Linked DNA regions of Zea mays: region 1 is linked to region 2. A link is a contact called in public Hi-C data. All regions are on one chromosome and are shown on one strand. Each heading gives the region's core, a stretch centred on a gene start, on an enhancer-like site or on the middle of the called end of the contact. The rest is flanking DNA. Distances are from core to core; before and after follow the strand shown.

Evidence for each region. A called contact is a pair of places that touch in the nucleus more often than the background predicts.
Region 1: a Hi-C map of ear shows a contact between it and region 2, with 2.2 times the contacts expected there. The contact joins the promoter of LOC100280728 here to the promoter of LOC100193924 in region 2. A contact is called at or near these places in 1 of 25 Hi-C or Micro-C datasets (ear) and 1 of 3 datasets of contacts at active chromatin or transcription factors (leaf).

What each region holds. Positions count from the first base shown.
Region 1 is chr10:117,667,231-117,672,284 of Zm-B73-REFERENCE-NAM-5.0, reverse strand. LOC100280728 (VQ motif family protein) reads right to left here and starts at 1,970. Exons shown (of 1, transcript NM_001165633.2): 1 at 600-1,970. The coding sequence starts at 1,935. The coding sequence ends at 1,033.
Region 2 is chr10:117,494,070-117,498,859 of Zm-B73-REFERENCE-NAM-5.0, reverse strand. LOC100193924 reads left to right here and starts at 1,458. Exons shown (of 6, transcript NM_001138996.1): 1 at 1,458-1,777; 2 at 1,984-2,124; 3 at 2,204-2,476; 4 at 2,985-3,097; 5 at 3,417-3,566; 6 at 3,678-4,176. The coding sequence starts at 1,471. The coding sequence ends at 4,049.

The sequences.
Region 1 (5,054 bases), core at 721-3,220, 170 kb before region 2:
CAGCTTCTAAGCTCCACTTCCACCCCGATAAGAGATCTGAGAGTCCCTCCTCCCTCTCTCGGCCGCTTGTAACTCTTATTATGAGTTTGATCATAAATGGTGTCGGTAGCGCAAGCCATCGACGATATGATGTAGGGACGTCCTGTTCGAACCATTATAAATTTTGCGTCCTCCACGCACACCCTCCGGAGCCCTGAAACACGCACAAGAAATTTACTTGTCGAACCGAGGTACGAAACACCGACAACACCCATAATTGCACAAGCGCACGGGTAGTTCATATAAATCAACCACACGTACCATAGTAACTTAATTTAAAAACCATCCCGCTCGAGGTCCTTCCTCTCTATGTCCATGTCGTACTGTAATTTTATATATAGAAATATAAGATATAATTTTGCATACAGAAATTCAGGATGCATCTTATGAGCAGACCAAGGCAGTGGACTGACTAACAATGTAAAACGGGATATAGCATAGTTGAATACAGTGTAATGTCGTATTAATACGGGTCGTCCCGTTTTCATTTCGTTTTCACAATTGTCTGGAAATAAGAATACGAGTGAGGTAAATGTAAAAATCGGTGCGGAACAGATTTTGCCCCCAACTGTTTACATAGTGAGTTCGGTTACAACGCACCAGGTCAGCATGACATAATGATAAGCGCATCACTGAGTTAGTAAAGAATTAACAAATCCATCATTAAGCCGACAACAACCATTTCCTTGGCCTACACAAGAGGTGTAAATCTAAAGGAAAAGAAGAAATAAACAAAGGCATGTGGGTGTGGTGGCCGGCCGCTTCTAGTAGTCATCTGCTGCTACTACTGCTACCGGAAAACTTTTTCTGTTCTCACGTCCTTTCTGCACTAATCAAATTAGCATCAGTGGCGGGCCCACCAACACCAACTTGCCCCTACCTTCCAGAAGAGAGATAGAGAGAGGAAAAATTGTGGAAAAATGTCGCAAAAGTTTGGGCCGGCGCTGCATATCTGTCTTGGTTGGACCTGGACGCAAGCGGAGGGGCGCCGAGCTAAAGATCCGGTAGGCTGCCGAAGAACTCCGCGCACGTGGCCGGCGAGGGAACGGTGGGCGTGGCGAGGAGGTTGCGGGGGCTGGGGACGAACGGGTCGCAGTAGTAGGCCGGCGGCGGCGGAGGCGGCGGGCCGTTGCCCGGGCCGGTGCCGGACGAAGAGGCGCCGGCGTTGGCCGCGGACGCTGCTGCCCGGAGGATGGGGCTGAGCTCGTTGAGCCAGCTGATGCTGCCGGGGTCGTCGAAGGGCAGCGGCGAGAACAGCCCGCACGCGGCGGCCGGCGGCAGCGAGGACGGCACCGGGGACAGGATGCCCGGGTGGCGCGCGGGGCCGAGAGCCGCCGCCAGGGTGCCGTCGTCGGCGCCGTAGGCCGGCGCCGCCGCGGGCATGGGGCGCACGGAGCGCTCGATGGTGGCCAGGCGCGCGGCCGGGGACATGGCGGCGGACGGCGACAGCAGCAGCTCGGGGGGCAGGAACGCCTGCCCCAGCGGGACGCCGCCGCCGCCGTCGTCGTCCACCATGTGGCCCTCGTGCTGCTGCGGCGGCGGAGGCGGCGTGCCGGACCCACCGGGGCCCGTGAGGTGCTGCACGAGCGCCATGAAGTCGCTGGGCTTGACGTGGATGACCTTGGGCGACGCGTCGTAGATGATGACGGGCGCCCGCCCGGGGGCCGGAACCCCCGACCCCGAGTGCTTCTTGATGGCGTGCGACTCCGCCCTGACGTTGAGCTTGGGCGGGCGCGGGCCCTGCAGCTGCCGGCGCGGCGTGGTGGGGCGGCCCGACGACGATGGAGGGTCCATCCCCCGCGCCCGGTCCCCGTGCTCCGTCACGGCGGCGGCGTGGGCGAGGCCGTGGTGGAGGAACGGGGAGCGGGGATCGGGCCGGGAATGGGAATTCAGCATGAGGGGAAAGGAAGGGGGGAGGCCGGGACCGGGAGGAGACGGAGTGGTGTGGCCTGGTGGTGGGGTGGAGTGGAGTGCCTGTGGGCGGGTGAGCTCCGGGAGGCAAAAATCAATGCGACGTGTGGTGTGGCTATGTGGGTTTTTTGTTTTACGGCAGAGGTGTTTTTTTTACGTCCGGGTGCATTGGTTTCTGGGACGGCGTCGTTGGAATTGGGAGTGCACGGGCGGCAGCGGCACTTGGCCAGTGGACTCGGCTCGCCTCCGCGTGGCCAGGCCAAAAATGGTAGCACGCGCGGGACGGGCGGAGAACTCGTCCCGCGGACTCCACCACGCGGGTGTGCTGTGGGCTTGTGCACGTCCATTTGGAAGCGTCCGATTCTGCCTTCCTCATTTTGCGGCTTGCGTTGCTGTCTGTCTGTCTGCCCTTCGCTCTCCTTCCTCGTTCTCTCCTGCTGCTACGGCCCGGACCTGACAGATTTCGTTGTAAAACAGGCCCGTCGCCCGTCGCCGTGCGAGTGTACAACGACAAAGAACGGCATCGATATATGGCCCGGGGGGAGGGGGGTTGCAATGCGAATGCGTTGCTAGGTCAAAAAAAAAATTCCGTTCCTTTCGACGACTCGGCGACTCTTTCAAGCCACAACGGAATTTCATCCTCTCCCATTGGTTTACACGAAATCATAACAAGTGATTGGTTAGCTGCGTATACTTCTTGACAGTGTTTCGAAATCACCGGGTTAGTAATCTGAATACTTATTTTGCGCGTATGGTGTGAATCGTGAGCAAGGAGGACACAAAAGTTATAATGGTTTCGATTGGATATTCATACGTCCAGTTAGGCGACTTGCTTTACCCGCCTGCACTGAGCCTGCAACAGCGGGTTACAACTTGATTGAGGGAGAGGAGCTCCTAACTCCTAAGTCTCTGGTGAGCAAGCGAGTGAACGGGAGATGTAGTGCTCTGTGCGATTAGAGGTGTGTTGGCTACTTTTGTGATAGTTTGTTGTCGGTTCTCGATCGTTGTTGTCCCCTTCCATTTATAGACCAGGCAAGGGCCACAAGTCCGAGAGGTTGGACAAGGCGAAAGAGGGTTGGATCTTGTCATGTAGCTCACTGTCTTCTAGAATTCTGGCCGACCGAAGGACTCCTGCGGATGACTGTCCCTCCTTGAGTAAAATGCACTTCCGGTCCTTAAACTTGTCTGTTCATAAACCTTTTAAAAGCATTTCTCTTAAAGACATAATCATTGTTCGGATCTGTATTGTGTCCGAACGGGACGAAACAAATCCTTTAGCAGGTATTTACCTTCTTCCTCGGCATTAAAGTCACATCACAGAAAGAGGGAACCAACACCAAGAGCCAAGGAAGGCCAGAGGCAGGGCCCTGTGAGCATCGCTCTCGCTAGTCACCACATTGTAGCTACTGGCCAAGGCGCCTATATTAGGCTGCGTCGGGAAGATGCAGCGGCGCAAAAGCATCTCACTAGAACCGAGCGTGCGGCGTGGGGACATGTAGCGGGTCTTGGCGGCGATGGCGAACGGGACATGCTGCACTTCCCGTGGGAGTCGTCGATGTCATACCTGTTCGGTGGGCTAGCAGTGGTGTTGGGGCTCTTAGCCTTTGCTCTCCTCATCCTGTCCTGCTCTAATTGGAAGTTGTCTGTGTACGTCGACGCAAGCCATAACCAGCGGGCAGCGGTGGCCCTAGGGGTGGGGCAGAGGGGCGACCGCCCCGAGCCCCCAGATCTATAGGGCCCTAATCCTAAATATAAATTCAACAGTTAGACTATTAGTGTATGACATAATAGTTTAGCAATGAAGTACCAAATAGTTTATTGCTACGACGTGTTCACAATCCGATCTTATCTAAACATGTTAGAAGAAACTTTTAAGGTAATATTGTAATATGTATCTTTTTATTTACTTATTGCTTGACATAAATATTTTTATATATCTTAAGTGCTTATATTGATAATATTTGTATATAAAAAGAATTAGAATGGCCTCTATTTTAAATCTTGTCCCGGGCCTCCAAAATCTAAGGACCGTCATTGTCAGCGAGCCACACTCGTCTGGAGAAGCTACATGCAACACCACAGACGGAGAGAAGGGCTCGAATATATTTACGAGGCCTCCAAGCCCATGATGTTGCTGACGCTCCTGGTGTTCCACGACCAAGAGCTGCTCCTCCTGCGTTCCTAGATCTCCCTACCCTCTCTGACTGCCATCATCGCCTTCGTCTCCAGCGACACATCAGTGTTGTTCGACATGTCCACCATCCTTCCCGCATTTTCGTCCGTGAGGCAATGGAGGTGTGGTGGTCTCAGGCTCTCATCCCTAGTGCATTACCCTTGCCTATGTTGCTTTTCCCCGATCGTCTTTTCTTTCATATGCGCCCGTGTCATCCGTCGATGCTTGTGGTGGTCCCCTGGTGCGACCATCGGAGTAGTGTGGTAGCGCAAGGAGGAGGTTATCAAGGTTGACGAGGTGCGGGTGGCAGAAATGACCTAGGACTTATTGTCCTTGGTGCTGAAGGTCAATGAAAGATTGTTAGAGATGATAAGGAGGATCAACCTTGAAGAAACCTCATAAATGGGCACAAGCTATGAGCCAGGTGTGTGAGATTTTCATCTCATCAAAGACATACATCGACAAGACATTAAGGCTAGCCCCACCATCAATCAAGATGTTCCAGATCTTAACGTTGTTGATGGTGGGGGCCATAATGGGAAGGATCCCTATGCCCCTCATGTTGTGAGGATAGTAAAAATAATCAAATGAGATGGGAGTGTTATACCATTTGAGGGGCCAACATAATGGTGTGAAATTGCAATGTACACCTCTCGATGTGGAACCTTGAGGACACGACAAGAGCACAACTCACCGGAGCCACCATAGATGTGGTCATAATACGCTCTGACTCCTAGAATTTCAGGTTGTCCCTACCCTCGCTATGGAATGGATTATTGACCACCTTGGTGTTGTTTACATTCTTCTTTTTCCATTGTTGTGGGTTGCGTTGTTGCCATTACCGGTTGGGATGCTGCTCGAAGCACTCGGCCAGGTCCTTAATTGCTTGACACTTTTAGATAATGATGTCCTAACTTTTGCATAGGGTAGT
Region 2 (4,790 bases), core at 209-2,708:
TCCCTGGAAAACCCGAGAGTGGCCAGTTTGGATGGTGCTCAGCCTGGGGCACCGGACAGTGTTCGGTGCACACCGGACAGTGTCCAGTGCGCCAATGGCACCACCATTTCTTGTCTTTGCTCTAAATTTTGTTGACTCCCCAACTTAACTTCTTCCTTTGTTTACGTTGAACTTTATGCACCTGACATAAATGATGACTAGGCAAACTAGTTAGTCCACGTGGTTTGTGATGGACGTCAAACACCAAAATCGATTATAGGAAATGATTAGGCTCATTTCCCTTTCAACGTGTCAGTGTGAAGCGAATGTGCGGCTCCAGGGACCCGAGTGGCGTATTTAGGGTGCGTTTGGTTGAGAAGTGGAGTAGAATAGAGCGGCTCTATTCTCATTTTTTTGGATGTTTGGTTTCCACCAAAATAAAAACGGAACGACTACTAGGATCTACATATGGAAAATTACCATAAATAATTGGAATGCTCTCACTCTAACAAAACGATTGGATGCGAGTGCTCTCCTGAACGTGAGCGCTCTCCTCCCTCTCCCTCTAAACTCATATGACTATCCAACCAAACAAAGGACGAAGCTACTCCACTCTATTCTACTCTTCAATCAAACAAAAAATGAAGTGACTCTGTTCTGCTTGCCAAACGCAGAATAGAGCGGATTCGTTATCAAAAACTAGAACGGAGCCGCTCCATTTTAGTTGACTCTCTAACCAAACGCTCCATCAGTGTGCCGGTTGTGGCATGGCGGCGGGCATGAACAAAGTTACCAAGTTCTTCTTATCCAAGTTATCTCACTTCTTCCATTATCCTGCTGTAATCGCTACTGCTTGAGTTGAATCAATACAATCCGCTGGAAGGATCCTAACAGAATCCAAGATGCATTCTACCTCGTCCGACCAGTACCCCGGGTGCAGACATGTGTATACAGGTCAAAAGGCAGAGATCGAGATCGATTGTGTTGCTAAACTATTCCTTCGCCTGCACAATCGCCTCGCCGTGCTGCAGGCTTGCCATTGCACACAAGGACAAACCGGTGAATCATGTTCGCCGACACCACAGACTTGAACCAGAAAACAGGTCGCAGTCGCAGCTCAAAACGACCCGGCCGGCATGGTTTGCCTTCGAGTCTGCACTTGCACGAACAGGGCAAGATCGAGCAACCAGACCACGCACGCTGAAGGGCTGGCGAGAGACAAGCAGGGAGACGCCGACATCGCAAGTCAAGATTCCCCAGAAAAAGGCGGCCACGCTGCGTACACGCTTCTGTCTGCCGCATTGCGGTGCCCCACTATCCGTCCCCAAGCCCCGCCGGCCGGCCGGGGCGGGCTAGCGAGGCACTGATCTCCTCCTCTCTTCCGGTTATATAAGCCCTCCCCGCGCGCACAGACAAAGCACCCCCATGCTCAGACAGTCAGACTGCTAGACACCACAGCGTGCTCAGACAGTCAGAACGGATCGAGCGTTCATGGAGATTGGTGGTCAGACGGAGAGCGGTGCCAATGGAGGCGGCGGCGGCGGGTTCCGGGCGGCGAGGTGCTGGGAGCTGCTCCGCTGGGCGGCGGGCGTGCTCCGGGGCAAGGCCGTCGGGCTCGCCGGCAGGCTGGGCAGGATCGCGAGGGACGAGCCCCGGCGGGTGGCGCACTCGGTCAAGGTCGGCCTGGCGCTCACGCTGGTGTCCGTGCTCTACTACGTCAGGCCTCTGTTCAACAGCTGGGGGGCCTCCACCATGTGGGCCGTGCTCACCGTCGTCGTCGTCATGGAGTACACCGTCGGTACGTACGTCGTGGTACGGCCGGTACGGTGTTGCGCGCCATCGTTTCATCGCAACACAAGTATAAGTAGCTAGCTATAGCCGACTGGAAGGTGGTAGTAGATGACAAAAATATATATATCAACAACATATGGATGCAGTAGATTATAAATTATTACTGCTCCTGTATATGTGATGAGTTTAAAAAGAAGATGGTGCGGGTGACAGGTGGCACGCTGTGCAAAGGCCTGAACAGAGCGTCGGGGACGCTGGTCGCCGGCTTCATCGCCGTCGGGGCTCACAAGGTGGCCTACATGTGTGGGGACAAGGCAGAGCCCGTACTGCTCGCCATCTTCGTCTTCTTACTGTGTACGTACCTGCTGGCCGACCATTTTTACCGCACCGCACGCATGCATATGCAATGCTGTGTTGCATGCACTTCTTGCAGCGTCGGCGGCGACGTTCTCGCGGTTCATCCCGGAGGTGAAGGCGCGGTACGACTACGGCGTGACCATCTTCATCCTCACCTTCAGCCTGGTGGCCGTGTCGAGCTACCGCGTCGACGAGCTCATCCGCCTCGCGCACCGCCGCTTCTCCACCATCGCCGTCGGCGTCGCCACCTGCCTCTGCACCACCATCTTCGTCTTCCCGGTCTGGGCCGGTGAGGGCCTCCACAAGCTCGCCATCGCAAACCTCAACAAGCTGGCGGAGTTCTTGGAAGGTACAAACCTACCTACCACTCGTTCGAAAAAGTTACAGCCTCACGCACGTACGTGTACTCGCTCCCCTAGCTCAGAAATATATCTACAGATAAACCAATCTCTAAGGGCTAGTTTGGGAACACTAATTTCCCATGGGATTTTCATTTTTCCAAGGGAAAATGAACTAATTTTCCTTGGAAAATGAAAATCACATGGAAAATTAGTGTTCCCAAACTAGACCTAAAAAGTCCCATTTTAAATTCTTAGAATTAAATTCTGTTTTAATAAACATAATTTAATTAGAGATAAATTGGTTAAGATAGTATAGTTATATATATATTATATATATATATATGTAATAAACATATTTGTAATGTTGAGTTTGCCAATTAGTCAAAGAAACGCACTTACAATCTATGAAATCCAGTGTCACCGAAGCAAGGAAGTTCGTAAAGAAAAGAGAATAACTTACCGTAGTTTCGGAACATGCTAGAGTTTGGGCTAAAAGTTGTACACGTACGCATGCAGGAATCGAATCTGAATGCTTCAGAGAGAACGCTACATTCGAGAATTTGGAAGCTAAACCCTTTCTCCAAGTGTACCAGAGCGTCCTCAACTCCAAGGCCACTGAAGACTCTTTGGTAAGTGCCTAGTACTTCACTTTGCAAACGATGCCTACACCTAACCTTGTTTCTCCAGTCTCCCTCTTGAGAAATTAAATACTTTTAGCTTTAGATATATCTAGAATTATCGAGATTTTATGTTGTATAATAACTAACATTAGATTAAATTATTGAACTTGTTTTTTTGTAATAAATTGATTTAAATGTATAAATTAGAAAATGTGGCCGACACAATCTAAAATGGTACTGTTGGGCACCAAAGCTCCTGAATCCAGAAAAAAAATATACATAGAAGTAAATGCGATCCAATGGCATGTGTTCCCAAAACCCCCCGCAGTGCAACTTCGCCAAGTGGGAGCCATGCCATGGCAAATTCAAATTGCGACATCCATGGAGCCAATACCAGAAGCTCGGCGCTCTTTGTCGCGAGTGCGCTTCTTCAATGGAGGCTCTCTCCTCCTACGTCGTCACCCTAGCAAGAACCGAGGTAACTGCAGATCGATCCATCCATCTACGTAACGTACTTCGCGATCAATGGATTAGATTACATACAAAGAACCATCCTACTTCCCTACTAGATTCTCCCTGCTCACTGCAGTATCCTGAAGCGCATCCGGAGCTATGCTCACAGCAGGTTCGAACAGCATGCCGCCAGATGAGCTTGCACTCGGCCAAGGCGCTCCGAGAGCTCACAGCAGCGATGCGGACGATGACGACTGTACCGTCCCCAGCCAGCGTCCACGTGTCTGCAGCGATCAAAGCGGCGAAAGGCCTCAGAGACGGGTTATCAGAGGGTGCGGATCTGGCGCGAGCGATGCATGTTGCTGTTATCGCATCTCTTCTCTCTGAGTTGGTTACCAAGACCAAGCAGATCACTGAGTCCGTTGATGTCCTCGCGCGACTTGCCCGCTTCAGAAACCCTGAAACCACTCAGACTCACAAGGGTGTGGCTATCGATGTAGTGAGCTGAGAGTGAGAAGCAGACGATCTTCGGTGGGACTTCACTAGTGATACTCTGTATTTGTATCAGAAGCCTTTTGCTGAATGGGATAAAACAGCGAGCTAGTATGAAGTACAATACTAACTGTGCATACAGCAAGTGACTGATCCTTTGATTTGTGGAATCAATTATGATGCTGGATTGCGACGGTAAATGTCACTGTCTTCCACAGTTGCACAGCAATTAGCTTTTCTCAGAAGTAAAAATAAAAACAATATTCTTCTCAATATTAGGGAAGAAAAAAAAATTTACCTCTCAATGTGTAGCAGTACTCACTACCGAAATCAAGTTCGTTGCTGAGTGTACGGCACTTTTGCTAAGGACGATTTATCGGGCACTCGACAAACAAGCTTTGCCATCTGTCACTCTCGACGAATAATGACACTTAGCACAAACCTACTTTGCTGAGCATAAAACACTCGACAAATAAGATTTGCCATCTGCCACTCTCGACGAATAATGACACTTAGCACAGACCTCCTTTGTTGAGCATAAAACACTCGACACACATGCTCGCCAAAGGAGTTTTTGCCAAGTGTCAAACCCTTAGCGAAATGAGACGCGCTAAGTGTCAAACCCTTAGCGAAATGAGACGCACGGCAAAGGGCCGTCAGCACTAGTCTATAGTTGACGGCCGTTGCCTATGTCGAGCCGGAGTTGACACTCAACAAACTAAGTTCTTTGCCGAGTGTTCCCTGGTGGCCAATCGGC